3 separate regions of the Sus scrofa genome follow, and all the other regions are linked to region 3. A link is a contact called in public HiChIP or PLAC-seq and promoter capture Hi-C data. All regions are on one chromosome and are shown on one strand. The core of a region is the stretch at or near the end of the contact, and the rest is flanking DNA. Distances in the headings are between cores, read along the strand shown. Region 1 holds the start of INPP5A (type I inositol 1,4,5-trisphosphate 5-phosphatase). Region 2 holds the start of PWWP2B (PWWP domain-containing protein 2B). Region 3 holds the start of BNIP3 (BCL2/adenovirus E1B 19 kDa protein-interacting protein 3).

What was found. Promoter capture Hi-C pulls out the DNA fragments that hold promoters and counts their contacts. HiChIP or PLAC-seq counts read pairs in DNA pulled down with a chosen protein or histone mark.
Region 1: a contact with region 3 is called in a promoter capture Hi-C map of liver, with 4 times the contacts expected there. The contact joins the promoter of INPP5A here to the promoter of BNIP3 in region 3. A contact is called at or near these places in 2 of 5 promoter capture datasets (fetal liver and liver), 2 of 47 Hi-C or Micro-C datasets (heart right ventricle and liver) and 1 of 2 datasets of contacts at active chromatin or transcription factors (alveolar macrophages).
Region 2: an H3K27ac HiChIP or PLAC-seq map of alveolar macrophages shows a contact between it and region 3. The contact joins the promoter of PWWP2B here to the promoter of BNIP3 in region 3. A contact is called at or near these places in 2 of 2 datasets of contacts at active chromatin or transcription factors (alveolar macrophages and skeletal muscle).

Annotation. Positions count from the first base shown.
Region 1 is chr14:140,734,906-140,738,154 of Sscrofa11.1, reverse strand. INPP5A (type I inositol 1,4,5-trisphosphate 5-phosphatase) reads right to left here and starts at 1,426. Exons shown (of 16, transcript XM_005671580.3): 1 at 1,073-1,426. The coding sequence starts at 1,147.
Region 2 is chr14:140,634,300-140,637,269 of Sscrofa11.1, reverse strand. PWWP2B (PWWP domain-containing protein 2B) reads right to left here and starts at 1,464. Exons shown (of 3, transcript XM_021073880.1): 1 at 152-1,464. The coding sequence starts at 894. The region is part of intron 1 of LOC110256841 (basic salivary proline-rich protein 2-like); the gene reads left to right.
Region 3 is chr14:140,369,991-140,373,235 of Sscrofa11.1, reverse strand. It overlaps BNIP3 (BCL2/adenovirus E1B 19 kDa protein-interacting protein 3), which reads left to right and starts at 1,285. Exons shown (of 6, transcript XM_003359404.4): 1 at 1,285-1,531. The coding sequence starts at 1,486. It overlaps LOC110256840 (a long non-coding RNA gene), which reads right to left and starts at 1,158. Exons shown (of 2, transcript XR_002338864.1): 1 at 1,079-1,158; 2 at 1-160.

The DNA of each region.
Region 1 (3,249 bases), core at 177-2,676, 360 kb before region 3:
CAAGGGAAACACAAAAAGAGCTCCTACCCTTGATTGATAAAATCACACCTCACCCGAGCACGAACTCAGGCTACAGAAACACCTCACCCTGCTCACTGCCAGCAGAGGAAGGCTCAGCAGAGGCAGGAAAGTCAGCTTGCACGGTGGTCTAGGTGGCCGCCCCCACTGCTCACCTGGGGGGGGGCAGTGCCAGGCTGCCTCAGGCCCATCTGGGCCATCATCCTTTTTTCTGAAACAAGCACACCACTTGGAGCCGCATTGTGCTTTATTTGGGTTGGCAGTGTGAGTACCAACAGCGGGGAGGCACCGTGGCTGCAATGCCGAACTAGGTCAGGCTCGGCCTGCCTGGGGAACCCGGGGAGCACCGGGCCCCGGTGGACTCTCTTCCCCAGGGCCCCGGCCGCCGGGGCGGGAGGCTCCAGAGAGCAGAGGCCTTGGACCGTCAGCATCCTTTTTCTGGCCTTGGAAAGCTTCTGCATCTTTCTCTTTAATAAACAAGAAACAAAGTCCGCAGGGCTTTCAACAGAAGCCCCTTGTTCCAGAACTAGAGAAATACTAAGTTACAAGGTGAAATGAGGGCGCCCACACCTCCCAGCAGCCACAGTCGGCAGGCAGGGCCGGGGCAAGAGCCGGGGCCCTGGAGGGGCCGGAGTCAGAGGCCAGAATCAGCGGCTGGGATCGGGGAGACAAGGGCTGGGGGTTGTGTCCAGGGCCCAGGTTCTGGGTCAGGATTCCCTACCAGGGTTGGGGCCAGGTTCAGGGTAAGGGGCCCTGGGACCGGGGGTCTGGGGTCAGGATTTGGGGACCTTGGACAGAGATTAGAATTGGATTTTAGGGACCCGGGTTCAGGGGCTGGGCTCTGTGTTCAACCTACGGAGTTTGAAGGCAGGGGCTCAGGGCCGGGGGTCAGGGGTGGGTCCGGGGTCCCAGGGCAAAGGACTAGGTGTCTGGGTCCCAGGGTCCCAGGGCTCAGGCCCAGGCCCCGGGTCCCAGGACTCTTCAGGTCCGGAGTCCCCGGGGCTCAGGGTCCGGGGTCCGGGATCCGGGGTCCGGGGTCCGGCAGCGCACTTACGTCGTCGAAGAGCGAGCCCACGTTGGCCGTGACCAGCAGCACCGCGGTGCCCGGGGCGGCCGCTTTCCCCGCCATCGCGGCCTGGGCCGGGGCGGCCGCTCCTCGGGGCCGGCCAGCCGGGGTCTCCGCGGGCCGCGGCGTCAGCTGCGCCAGGGGGCGGCCCCGGGGCGCATCGCGGGTTCGGCCGGTCAGGCCGGGCCTGGCCGGGGTCCGGCCGCGCTCGCTCTCGCTCTCCGCGGCCCCACGCCCGTCGCTCTCCGCCGGCGCTCACCGCGGCCCGCGCGCAGCCATTAGGATCGCGGCCGCCGGAGCTCCCGCAGCGCTGCCGCCGCCGCCGCCGCCGCCGCCGATCGCTGAGGCGAGGCCCGCCCGGGCCGGGGGCGGGGCGAGCGGGGCGGGGCGAGGCCGAGCGGAGGCGGGGCCTGCAGAAGGCGGGGCGGGCTGGGCGGGGCAGGGGAGGGGTGGGGCCTCGAGGGGCGGGGACGGTGGGGAGGGGCGTGGAGGGCGGAAGCGGGGCCAGGCCTGAGGGGCGGGGCCTGCGGGGGATGCTCTTGCGTCGACCCCGGCCTCTGGGCCACGTTCCCATCAGTCAGCGCCCGCCCCGCCTCGCCCCGTGCCGCGGCTGCGCACTGACTCTTCCCGCAGCCCTTTGACGGCAAGGCCCGGCGCCTCGGTCGCGTCTTAAAGGGGCCGCGCTCTGCTGGGGCTGGACCCCCTTGCTTTCCCGCAGGGGTTGCGGTGGGATCGCGTGGCCCTGTGTGACCCGCGCCGGGCCGCCGGACCGGAGGGCTCAGGGCAGCAGGCACGCTGGGGTCTGTGCCTGCCCTCCGCGCCTGGAAGTCGGCGGAAATGAAATGGCTGCTGGGGACGGGAGATGTGCCGACGCTGCCCCGAAAGGGGACAAGTAGCCGCCAACTACTGGCTCTAGGTTCTGTCCACCCACTCGATGCAGGTAGCAGGGACCACGCGTCCAGGACGGTTCACGAGGCTCTCCAGGCGCATCTCGCGCTCGGACCGCCCTCCCGCAGCGCCGGGATGCGCAGGGTCCGCGGAGGACCAGCCCTGCCCGCGCTTGCTCTCGCAGGAGATGTGCGTGCGGCGACACGCACCGCCGGCCGGGGCCGAGGGGGCGCAGGCTCTGTGCGCTGCGGAGCCTGCCAGGGAAGGCGTCACCTCCGCGTGCTGACCCGTCGGGTCCGGACCCTGCCTAAGCGACCGCTTAGCCTGCCAGCCGGAACCCACTTCACTTGAAACCAGCTGTCGCCTTGGACCGAATATGTCCTCCAGAATTCTTAGGTTGAGGCCCAGCTTCATTGTGGCCACATGTGAGGAGAGAGGCTCTGAGGAGATACATTCAGGTTCAGTGAGCTCATAAGGGTGGGGCCCTTTTCCAGCAGCATCAGCCTCCTTTTAAGGAAAGACCCAGAGCACTTCCTGTCCCCCCACAACCTCCCACCCAGAACCGAAGACAAAAAAGAGGGCCTGTGACCCCAGAGCAAGAAGGTGGCCACCCACAAGCCAGGGAGAGGCGCTCTCCCAGAAGCAGAGCCCTTCAGAACAGGATCTCTGCCTTCCAGCCTCCCCAGTGTCAGAAATAAATCTCGGATGTTTAGGCCGCCAGCCCGTGTGGCTCTCTCTCTTACCCGGCAGGGCATGTCTTGTTTTACTTTGTTAGAAACGCAGCACCTGCCAAGGGTACCTTAGCAGGAGCCAAATGTGGGTCACTGATGCCTGGAACCTGTTTCCTAAGAAGTGATGTTGTGTCCTCACCTCCACTCAGGCTGTCTCTGGCCCTTCTCCCCAGCCCATCATGGCCCCGAAACACCCTTGCCCACATGCGCACCTGCACACAGGTGCGTGCACACACACACACACACACACACTCACTTACTCTGAGACTATCTATGTTGGAGGAACTCCCAGTCCCCTGCCCCCGGCAGCAGGGGATCGCAGGCTTGTCCTCCCTGAGCACCTGGCCTCGTGGCTTCTGAAAATGCACATTCACGGCTCCACGATGTCACTCACCTCTTCCCCAGGTAGGGGGTCACCCACAGGCCACCCGTCCCTGGCAGGTGCCACACCCTTCCCTGGGAAGGAAGTGCAGTCCTTCCCGCTGTGTTAGCGGGCCCACCAGCATCTGTGCCTCCATCTGGCCACCGCCTTGGGGTTGTGCCATC
Region 2 (2,970 bases), core at 215-2,714, 260 kb before region 3:
CCCCGAAACCGGGGCTGGGGAAACCGAAAGCGGGCGCCAGCCCCGCGCCGCCCCGCCCTGGAGCCGGTCCCGGCCCGGGGCCAGCAGGGAGGGGGGGGTCCCCAGGGGATTCCGGGGGTGTCCCAGGGCCGGCGCCCTCGCCCCCGCTCACTTTTTCGTGCAGTCCAGCAGGATCCCGGCGAAGCTGCGCTCGCCGCAGCTCACGGTGACCAGCAGCGCGCCGTTGACGACCTGCTCCACCCGCACGGGCAGCCGGCAGCCGACCCGCGGCTCCATGCTCCGCGTCCCGGCCCGGCCCCCGCCCCGCGCCGGGTCAGCCCCGCGCGTGACGCCGCCCGCCGGCCGCCTGACGTCACAAAGCTCCGCTCGGGGCGGCCTCCGCGAGCGGGCCGGGGGCGCGGGGAGGGGCGCGCGGGCCACCGGCGCCCGCAGACGCGCGCCGGGCCGTGCGGCCTCCACGCCCGGCGTGGAGACGCAGTGCGGAGCCCCACCGCGACGGGGCAGGACGGGGCAGGACGGGGCAGGGCTGCGCTCCACCCCCGGCGACGCTGGCGGCGAGCGCCCGCGGAAAGGACCCGAGAGCGGGCGCAGGGAGGACGGCCCGGCCCCTGGGACCCCGCCTCCGCTGCCGGGGGGCCCACTCGGGTCGCCGGGCGCTCCCGGCCCCAGGGTGTCTTCCTTACTCTCCCCTCTTCCCGGCCGCGGCCCTCCCTCCCTCGCCATCGCCCCGGCTTCCCCGCCTCTGGGTCTGGCGCCGAGTGGCCACCCGGGCACCGCGGGGAGGAAGTCCCGGTGGCGCGAGCAGGAAGCCCGGCAGGCCGGGCGGAGGAGACGCGGGCGCCGAGGGGACACCAGCGGGCGCGCCGCAGCGGCCCAGTTTCGCCTTCGCCGCATGGGGGGCACTTGACCCCCGCGGGCTCGGCGACTCCCCGGGTGACGAGAGCGCGCGCGCGCCCGGCCCTGGCCCGCCCGCAGCAGGGCTGGGGAGGGTTATCCGGTCCTCGATCTCGCTCGCGTGTCCCCGGGGCGCCCGGGAAATGGCAGGTTCCTTGCGACCCGGCCGCGGCCGGAGGGGTTGGGGCGCCACACAGCCAGTGGACAATGGAAGGGCCTGCCTTCGCTGAGCCGGAGCGGGGCTCCCCGGCGCGTGCAGCCGGCCGGCGGGTGGGGGGCGTGGGGGGCGCTGAGCCGCCGTGGGGGCCTAACGCCGGGGCCGGCTCCCGACCCTCCCGAGCACCTCCGCGCCCCCCACGGGGCTCGGGACCCCCTCGGGCCGCCCGCAGGGCCCGGCCGGTTGCGGCGACCTGGCCCTGAGCGCCGCCCGGCCCAGCCCGGCCCCCAACGCCGGCCTCACTGCGCTTGACTGGGCGCGGGAGACCCGCGGGCGGCCGGTTGTCCTGACGACTCGGACGCCGCCGCCCGGCCCCGCCCTCCCAGCCGGCCGCAGCCCGCCCGGCTCGGACCTGAGCCGGGGCCGCCACCCCTGGCGCCGCCGCGGACACTGGGGCCGCCTCCGCGCCGCGCGGCCTTGCCCTCCGGCGGCCGCGCGGCGCGGGGAGCCGGCCGAGAGGAGCCCGGGCGGAGCCAGGGGCCCCCCGGGGCTCTCGCAGTGTCTCGCCGCCCCCTCCGTGCCCTGTACACCGCTGGGGACCGAGGCCCTACAAATCGGAGTCGGGGCCCCAAGCAGCCCCAGAGGAGGCCGCAGGGGGAGAGAACGCCTGCCCTCGGCCAGGCCTGAGTTAACCGCAGACACCAGCCACCCCCACCCCGCAGAAGGGGACCCCAAGGGGTGGGGGGCTTGAGCACTGGACACAGCCACCTCTCCAGGGTCAGCCGGCCCTGCCGGTGACTGCTGGACCTCAGCTCTCCCGAGCTGTCAGGCTGACTTTGGAGCAGAAAGGCCAGGCAACAGGGACCCCTGGTGGCCCTGGGAGGGGGGACTGGTCAGAGCCTGTCCACCCGCTCAGCAGAGGTGCCAGCCTGCTGGAGATGCCTGCTGGGCACCACTCCTCCTGGGCACTGGGGACACACAGCACACCGGGAGCTGGGGACACACTAGGGAGCCGGGTGGGGCGGTCAGGGTTGTGCACAGGGAACTGTGTGCAGAGGGGGGTGTCCAGGAGAGCAGGCGACCACCAGAGAAATGTGTACTGGCAGGACCGCAGAGGCGGGGGTGGGGGTGCTGGGGAGGGGCCCTGAAAGGTGCAGAGGCTGAGATGAGGAAGGGGGTCCCCGGGGGTGGCTCCCAGGTGTCTGCAGGACCAGCTTGGGTAGGAGGACAAACACACTGGCGACCAGCTGGGCTTTGTGTGGGGGGGGGGGGCAGGGACCACCCTGCAGCTCCTGAGGTCTGTCAGAGCCCAGAGGGGAGCACTGGGCCCCAGCCTGCTGTGTGTCTTGAACTCTGAGCGTGAACTTGCAAGCCCTTTCTTTCAATCTTTAATTTACTGACACGCAGCTGGCCTGAACCTTGTGTTCGGCTCAGCAAGGTTACCCCGGCCCACGGACGTGCAGGGCCTGCCCATCGCCTCTTCCGCTGGTGTTTGTTACAGGACAGGGGATGCCGTCCTGGCGCGGACAGTGGAACCTCCTTTGGGAGCCATTTTTAAAACCCCTCCTCCAGGAGCTAGAATAGCGAGAGAAGAGTCAGCTGACAGGAGACGGATTTGCATTTTAAAGGGTGGCTGTGGGGACCTCACCCGGCGGCCCGCCCACTCCCAGCCCGGCCCCACCCCTGCTCCTGCGGCTTCCCCACCCAGCCCGTTTCCGGGAGCCCTGGGGAGTTTCCAGACTCGCAGACTAAAGGGCAGAGTCCTTCAGAGGGGCCTGGTCACTTCGCCCCCACCCGCTGCCTCCCCCTCCTGACCTGGTGCCCCCTCCTGCACGGCCCCCGCAGGGCTGGCCTCTACCTGCTGATCCTGGAGGGAAACCCCTGCGCGGCAGCCCTCTGAGAGCTGCCCACGGGCAGGG
Region 3 (3,245 bases), core at 36-2,535:
TTCCTTGCATGGCGTCCTCTGGGTGATGGAACTTGCTGGAAGCTGTAGAGGGTTCCACATGGGGAAGGAAAACCAGGTGCCACTGTCTTTTCGAGGACTTATAAAAAACTTCAGTGAGCTTAGCAGGTTGCAAGACGTGATGACACTAAAATCCATATTCCTATATATTTTCAAAAAGCAATCAAATGAGATTTAACAACGGTAGTCACCATAACATTAAAAGTATGAATATTTAGAGATGCCTCTGACAAAAGATGTGCGAGCCCTGAACCCTGACAACTGCAAGATACTGCTGAGAAAAAAGTCAAAGAACACCTAAATGATGGCCAAACACAGGGTGTCTGTGGGCCCTAAGGCTCAATACCGCAGCTGCTTCCCCAGGAAGAGGGGCCGAGGAGCTGGGAGGGGCGCCTGGGGAGGGCTGGGGTGGGAACACTGAGAGACTGCAATTCGCGCCTCTGCAGGGACACGCTGTTCTGTTTGTTCCTGGCTGCACCCAACTAGAATGCCGCTGGGACAGGGGCGGCGTGGGCTCCACGCACCATGAGCAAGTGAAAATGAGAAGGACAGTCAGCCTGAAAGCAAGGCCAGCTCCTGGACATCCAGAGAGAAAGCAAGATTGATGCCCCTCTCATGAGCATCCGCCGCGTCCCTGCGATTGGCTAGGGACGCAAATATTGGTCCTATCTGTCTTTCTCTGGTTGGTCCTGAGCTGGAGGCAGGGACCGAAGTCGGGGAAGCTGTCATCGCTGATCAAGTCCTGGCCATTTAGGCCTTGTGGTCACAGGGCTGATGTGCGGCATCCCAGACCTGTTGCCAGAGATTCTGATCTGACTTCCCGCCAGGCTGACGTACAAAAGGCGGTCAACTGAGAGGGGCGACCGGCTGGTGGCCTCAGGACGCCGGCCAAACTGCCAGCGCCGCCTTCGGCTGGCTGCCCCGCCTCCCTTGCTCTCCTCCCCGCGGTCAGAGGGAGCGCGGTCAGGCCTCAGGCAGTATCACCGACGCCCAGGCCCCGCCAGGCCCCGCCTCCCGCCGGCCTAGGTTTCTCCGCGGGGCCCGCACGTCCGACACGCACCTGCCGGTTTCCCACGCCTCGCCCCCCAGGGCGCGCGCTCCCGGCCCGGGTCTCCCCGCCCCGCCCCGCGCCCCGTCCCGCCTGCGCACGCGCAGCCCCCTCCGCACCGCCCGGCCAGCGCACGCGCGCTCCACTCCTCAGGCGACCCCTCCCCCGCCCCCGCCCCGCGCACGCGTCGCACGCGCCGCACGCGCCCTCGAAGGCCCCGCCCCGCGGCCAATGGGCGGCGCCGCCGCTTCGCCGCCGCTTATCCGCCGTGCGTCCGCCGCCAGCGTCAGTCAGTCGGGCCGCGGGCCGACCGCGCTCGAGCTGCTAGGCCCGCGCCGCCGCCGCCGCCGCCACCGCTGCCGCCTCCCCCCGTCCCTCTGCGGCCGCAGCTCGGCTCCGGCCCCCGCCGCCCCGCCGCCATGTCTCAGAGCGAGGCCCCCGGGCTGCAGGAGGAGAGCCTGCACGGTGAGCGGGCCCGGGCGGCCTGGTGGAGGGGCTGCGCGGGGACCCCCGGGAGGCCGGGCGCCGCGGGCTCGGGGCGCGGCGGGTGCAGCCTCCCCGGACGGCAGAGGCGCAGCCCAGGGCCCGTGCCGGTACCGGCGAGCAAACGCCTGGCTTGCGGGTGGAGTTCGTGGACGTGGTTGCAGCGTCGTCGGCTCGGTCCGGAGGCGCGGCTGGGGGACGTGGGCTGCCGGGGCTGCCGGGGGTGCGGGGCGCCGGTCAGCGTCGGGGGGCCGCTTAGACACGGCGGGGGCGCGCCGCCAGCTCTTCCCTGAAGCTCAGGTTCTCTCGTCCTGGGGGTCGTTCCAAAGCCAAGCTGGACGCGGACTGGTGGCCGGCGAGGCGGGGACCCCCTGCCCCTCCCGGAAAGCGGGCTCGCGGGGTCCGGCCTCGCGGTCCTGTCCCTGGGGAGCCCCGCGGCCGCGGGCTGGAGGAGGGGCCGTGCGCGCGACCTTTGGATCCTCTGAAGCAAGAGTTTAGGCAGCGGGAGCACGTAAATAAGTTTGGAGAGGACCGTCGAAACCTTTGCGGGTGCATTTTTAAGTTTTTGAAAACCTTTTTGTTATCTGAACTTAGCCACATTTTCTTACGCCTTCCAACAAGCTTTTCCTAAGTAAGACTCGGTGTAATGCGTTGTATAATGTGCATTTAGAACTAAGACGACAGTTTAAAAATCCTGTCATCTCATTAAATTTCAACACTGCTTATCTTCTTGGAAACAGGTTGAGATTGAATCTGTCTTTTCTCACCACCGAGGATGCCGTGGTCACTCGTCTACGCTTCTGACCTCGTGCTTTGGTGGTTGAGATTTGTGTCTGGAAGGGTTCTAAGCGCCCAGAGCCCCCATCTCCGTTCCTTGATTGACACACCAAACTGCTGAGTCATTGGCAATGCAGAAGGCCAGCTCCCAAGTTAAAAGATTTGTTTTTCTGTTTTGTTTATTCTATAAAAAGACAGTTGCAGGCCGAGTGGAAACTCCTGCTGGGCTCTTTGGGCTCCTCTCGGGTACGTGCTGTGGGGCACTTGCTCAGGGTCCTGCCCAGAGGGTCACATGGGCCCCGGGTCCGCCCTGAGAAACGTGAGTCCCCGCCCGGGTTGGTGGCGCCTGTCCTCAGCTCTGTTTTGGTTTGACTGCCTCTTGTTTACCTTGGAAAGAACGCTGAGCCTTGGTAGCCCCACCGACGGACAGCAGCACGCGTTCTCCCCTCTGCTCCCGCCTTTGACTGGGTGTCTCCCGAGTTCACAGCCAAGCTGATGGCTCCCTCTGGACTCCTGGTCCTTCCCGCTCAGAGCTCTTGACTGGCAGCTCGACCTTTTCCTCAGATAAACAGCTGCTAGAGTGTGTGTGGGGGGGAGACTTACTGTCCTGGAGAACGCCCTCCCTGCTCTGCTGGGGCCTGACCAGCGCCGTGAGGTGCCCTGGGGTGCCCGAGGCCGCCCCAGCCCTTCTCCTGCAGCCCTAGGGTTCTGCTGTCACCAGCAGCCCACCAGGGGCCCGGGCGCATGGAGAGGAAGGTGAGTAGCGCATGTGTCCGGTGCAGTAGGGTGACATTTCAGACACTAGGTCCTGGCCCAGAGAGGAGTGAATGAGGCCGCAGTGACTTCTCAGGGCCGCCTCCTTTGGGTGCTGGTGGGCGGCTTGGAGCCTCAGCGACAGGGCGCTCGCCAGGCAGGCGGA